2 separate regions of the Anser cygnoides genome follow, and region 1 is linked to region 2. The links are chromatin contacts, called in public Hi-C maps. All regions are on one chromosome and are shown on one strand. The core of a region is the stretch at or near the end of the contact, and the rest is flanking DNA. Distances in the headings are between cores, read along the strand shown.

What was found. Hi-C and Micro-C count contacts between places; a contact is called where the count stands out from the background.
Region 1: a Hi-C map of liver shows a contact between it and region 2, with 2.0 times the contacts expected there. The contact joins the promoter of MAML3 here to the promoter of RAB33B in region 2. A contact is called at or near these places in 2 of 7 Hi-C or Micro-C datasets (both in liver).

The regions. Positions count from the first base shown.
Region 1 is chr4:41,206,694-41,209,393 of Taihu_goose_T2T_genome, forward strand. MAML3 (mastermind like transcriptional coactivator 3) reads right to left here and starts at 1,253. Exons shown (of 5, transcript XM_048074966.2): 1 at 1-1,253. The coding sequence starts at 256.
Region 2 is chr4:40,907,448-40,910,147 of Taihu_goose_T2T_genome, forward strand. It overlaps RAB33B (RAB33B, member RAS oncogene family), which reads left to right and starts at 1,335. Exons shown (of 3, transcript XR_007167460.2): 1 at 1,335-1,649.

The DNA of each region.
Region 1 (2,700 bases), core at 3-2,502, 300 kb after region 2:
GGGCTTGCTGGTACCTGCTCTCGCAGCTGACATGGTGCCGCCGGCAGCCCTCGATGCGCTGCCGCAGCCGCTCCACCACCGTGCTGTGCTTGGGGACGCCGCCGCCGGCAGCATTGTTCCCGGGGGCGGCGGCGGGCGGGCCGTGGGGGGCGCCGCCGACCCCGAGAGCGGCCCCGCCGAGCCCGCCGCCCAGGTTATTGTTGATGCAGATGCCCCCGCCGTTGGAGGCGGCGGCGGGGGCCGCGAAATCCCCCATCGCCTGCCCCGCGCGCACTATTTTGGAAGAAGTTTGGAGCCTGCCCCCGGCGCGCACGCAGTCCCCTCCGGGGTCCCGGCGGGATACTTTTCAGAGGGCCGCCGGGGGGAGGAGGGGGCGCCGGCATGTAGCGGGCGAGCGGCGAGCCCCGGCGAGCGTCCCTCCTCGCCCCCAGCCAATCCCCCTCGAGGCTCTCCAAAACATGAAGCGGGGAGCGAGCGGCGGCGGGGGGGGAGAGGAGGAGGAGGAGGAGAGGGAGGAGGAGGAGGAGGAGGGAGGGAGAGAGGGAGGGAGGGAGGAAGGCGGCGAGCGGAGGTGCCGGGAGGTTATCGCCGGCGGCGCGGCCACCCGCACGGCCAGCTGTGCTGCTGCTGCTGCTCCTGCTGCCGCTGCCGGTGCTGCTGCTGCTGCTGCTGGGGCGGCCGCCCCCGGGCGCTACGGGGCCGCTGCCTGCCCCCCATCGCCCATCGCCGCGGGACCGCCTCCTGCCCCCGGACACCGCTCCGCCGCCGGGGAGCGAGCCGCATGCACGCGCGCGGGGACGCGGGGACGCGCGCCCCCCCCCACCCCCGGTTCTCCGCCGGGCACGCGCCGCGCGCCCCCCCGGCATGGAGCGGGGCGGGGGGGCCGGCGCCGGGGCTCCCCGCCTAGAGAAAAGTTTTGGGGCCGCCGCCGCGCCGCGCCCGCTGCCCGCCCGGCCGCATACCGGCGGGGGGGAGCCCGGCGAGCGCCCGCGGGGCCGGGGCCGGGGCCGGGGCCGGGGCCGGGGCCGGGGCCGGGGTCGGGGGGGGCAGCAGCAGCAGCGAGGCTCCGGGGCGCTGCCCCAGCGCCAAGCCCGTGCCGCGCCGCTCCGCTCTGCGCGCTGCTGCTGCTGCTGCTGCTCCTGCCGCCGCTCCTGCCACCATCACAATGATCGAGCGCCCTCCTCCTCCTCCTCCTCCTCCTCCCGCCGTGCCCGCGCAGCGCTAGCAGGACGGCGGCGGCTCCCCCGGGCCGGCGGGGAGGCAGACCCGGGGACGCGGTGCAAAACCCGGCGCGGAGCCGCCCGGCAGGAGCGGACGGCTCCCCCGGCACGGCTCCCCGCGGCCGGAGGGGGCCCGCACCCCCCGGAGGGCTCCCCCGGGCCGCGGGGCTCCTGCCCGCGGGGACGCCCCCCTCGTTCTCCTAAGGGGGATCGGGAACCGGGGAGCACGGGGCGCGGGGCGCTGCTCCGCAGCCGGCTTTGTCTGCTCCAGCCGCTCGGCGGGTGACATTTGCTTTTCGCCTCGTCCCCATCGCGGCGGCGACGGCACCGGCCGGCCGCACCTTGCGAGGCCCCCCCGGGACCAAGGGGCCTGCCTGCCCCCCTCTCCCCCCTTCCAACTTTCCTTCAGCAGCAGCCCGAGGAGCGTAGCTGCCGGCTGCTCCCGGCGCTCGCCCCTCGCTCAGCACGCGGGGAGCAGCCCCAGCTGTGCTCGGGGGGGGGCTGCGAGCCCTGCCTCGCTTGCGGGGGAACCTCTTCAGTCCTCCCTCCGGCCCCAAAACACCCCTGCGTTGCTCTCCTGCAGACAAACGCGCGTAAAAAGGCCGAATGCGAGGGCCGGCGGGGAGACCCGGGGGCTGTCCTGGTGGTTTTTGTGGAAGCGGAGTGCCGGCAGGCCAGCGCCTCGGCCGGCGCCGCTCAGGTTGAACTTCCCAGTACTTTTTTGGGCTCCTCCGCAGTGCCCCCTGCAGCCCGCAGCCGGCACGCAGACAGCTCGCTGCAGCGCTGCTCCGAGCCCAGCTCTGCCGGGACACCGAGACACGCCGGAGGGCTGCCGGTTATCCCCGTGCTGTTACTGCTACTTGTAGGGGCTGCTCCCTGGGGCATGTCCCAGCAGCTGTCTTGTTTTCCTCACGACTAACAATATGCATCGCTTCTCAGGCCACACGGAGTAACACATCCCAAACTTTCCGCGTTCCGCTTGGGCAGCGAGCACGACATGCTATATCAAGTGCATGCTGCATTGCTAGAGAATTAAATTCCAGCATACTCTGAATTTAGGCTTTTTTTTGTTGTTGTTAAGTCTCTCATCTACCTATTTTGCTTCCGCCAGGGGACGATGATTTGAGCAACAGGTTGGTAGTAACCAAAGCGCTTAATGTTTGAAGTCTTGCAAACAGATGCATCATCAGGTCTGTGAAAAACATCTGAATACGTTCTAAAAACGGTTGATTCTGATCAAAAGACACGTTTGAACTGGCTGAGGTTGAAACAAAGCCGAGCAAAATTGTAGCCCTCTGTTTCCCCATTCATGTTAAGAGCAAAAGTGGTGATACTTGCATTAGTCTACAGCGCAACCTTGTAGAAGACAGAGCACTATCCCTGTGTCTAAAGACAATCAACAGAATTAGCACTTCATAAAAACGTCCATTACCTGTGTCATTTTGCAGTCGTCATTCAGAACCCAGGAGCTACAAGTAAT
Region 2 (2,700 bases), core at 85-2,584:
TTATAGCTCAATTTGGCGTAACCCGGATCAAACTTGGTTGAATGAGCTGTTGGCAGACCCTGCCAAGCAGCTGTTTAAAATCTCCTTTTAGTGTGCTAGCCAGAGCCCAGATCAGAGCATCTCCCACTAGAATTAGGAATCCTCTGCTCCTTAGCCGTTAGGCTGTGGAGACACACTTACTGGTGCTCCCTTCCCTCAGCCAAATACATTTTACATTCTTGCCGCAAAACAGAGCAACTAGTGTCGGAGGGTCATGAGAACGCAAGGGTGGCACAGTCTCCTTGTTTTCCACTAGTACCATATTCCACTTTTGTACCAGAAAAGTACTCCTCTTTTTTGACAGGATGAATAAAAGAAGGCATCTTATCCCAGGAGGCACCTTATCTACAGGGCTGAGGCACCTCTCAACAAACTTAAATTAGGGTGGTCCACAGGAAAGGGGAATAACAAGGACTCCCTGGAGGGCTGATGCTGACTGCACTAAGCAGCTCCTTTCTCCATGCACAGGGTTTTGATACACTCTGGATTTTTTCACACCACACTGAGGTGGGCACTGTAACTCATCTGCCTAGGCTACAAAGCCAGTTGCTCTGAACTCTGAGGGAGGGGTTTTTTGGCCCTAGGCTACTTGTGCTTACACTTGAGCAACGACTGGGTCAATGACACTGTCCTTCAACCACACGGCTGGGGAGCAGTGATCCAGGGATCACTTCTTGCTCGATTTGTGCAGGCAGAAGGCTGGGTGGTCACAGGCGTGTGTAACAACGAGGAGGACTCCCCGCCGTGGCTATTATTAGGCTTCTGATCCAAGCCTCAGGAATCCTGGCTCGGCTATTGCTTTGCAGGCCAGGGAGCTACCGCAAGGACAACCATCCTCTTGTTTACCGCACGCTACATTTGTTTTTCTGTGTCATGGCTAAACTCTTTTCAAGAGGTAAATTGCTTCAACGTGATGTCTCTGTCAAACCTCCCTCCTAGGCTGAAGCCCTTGGTGGGGCTGTTAACAGATCCTGAGGGCAAATCCCCGTCTCCCTTCACCTTGCGGGGCACATTTTTGGCCAGAGTGCTGCTGTGCCACGGATGGACCCGCCGCTGCCTCTTCCCCAGCTGCAGAGCACAGCACAGAGCCCCCGTGCCCCCAGCCTTCCTCTTTATTACCTCGGGCACACGGCCCTGACCGCGCCCCCCCCTCCCTTCACCCCCGCCCTCCGCCCGCCGCCTCAGGGCGAGCGCCGCCCAGCGGCCGCCCAGCGCTTGGCGGGGGGCTCTCGCGAGAGGCGCGGCGGGGCGGTGACGTGGCCGGGCGCAGCCGTTCGCTGCCCGCCGCCGGCGGCCGTTAACGGTCGGCGGGGCGGGGCGGTCGGAGGCGGGAAGGTGGGGGTGTGTGTGTGGGGGGGGGGGAGGCGGCGGCGATGATGGCGGCGGCGGCCGAGCTGGAGTCGTCGCTGGAGCTGAGCCTGCCGGGCAGCGGCAGCCTGCCGCCGGCGCGCTCCCGCATCTTCAAGATCATCGTCATCGGCGACTCCAACGTGGGCAAGACGTGCCTCACCTACCGCTTCTGCGCCGGCCGCTTCCCGCAGCGCACCGAGGCCACCATCGGCGTGGACTTCCGAGAGCGGGCCGTCACCATCGACGGCGAGCGCATCAAGGTAGCGCCCCGACGGGCCGCGGCTCCCCCCCCGCTGCGCCCCCGGGCCCCCAGGGGCATCCCCTGCCTTAGGAAAATCACACCGCGCACGCTGCGGGAGCGAGGCGGCTGCCACCGCCAGCAGGCGTTCTGCCTCAAAATCGTTCGAAAGAACCACCGCCGTGACAGCCTGAGGCGCCTTCCAGCGCAAATTCCGTTTCTCGTATAAAAATACAACGCAAGGGCAGCCTCAGAGAAGTGCGGGTAGGAATTTCCGTAGCAGATTAGAATCAGTTTCAAAATCTGGCTTTTTAATGCAGAGATTCGGTGGCCCTGCTGAAAATAGCAAGTGACATCCCATCAAGAAGCCAAACGTGGTTCAGCAGTGAGCTGCCGTGTCCCGATAGTGACGTGTCGCAGCTGGTTTTTGTAGGATTCTGTTGGGTTTGCTGCATGCGGTGCAGGGCTGGACAGTGGCAGGCTGGGTGCTTGGCTCACGTTTGACATGTGTTCTGCTCCGATTACAGGGTTAGCCAAAGTTTTTTTTCTTACGAATCTAAATGTAGTGAAAATCTTTGGGGGGAGATGAATGCTCTTTCGCCTTCTTTGCGCTTTAAAGCAGATCTTAAAAGTATATGAAATATACCTAGCTTGCCAGATGGATGCGTAAGCACTAGTTGTGATCCTAACAGCTATTTGCAGATTGAGCCACTGGTTGCTTACCAGTGCAGCTTGGCTGCTAGCAGTAACGTGTTTTAAGCAAAATTCCCTTCCGTATGATAGTTTGCTTCTGTGATCAAAGTTTAGCAGATGTGTGGAAAAAGGGAGTAGCAGTAGTCATGGCATTGTACTTCTGCATATGTTGTCACCAGGCTTTGGAATTACAGCTGACAGTCAGCTGAAAGCCACAGTTTTTCCTTGTTTACTCACTGCTTAAAGATGTTGGAGATGGGGAGGCTGTCCATTTGCCTCACACACTTGCCAGTTCTTCCTTTTATTTGTCCATTTGCCTGTCTTCCCCATTTTTTATTTTACCCTATGCCCTTTTTAACTAAAAAAGAAGCACAAGTAAG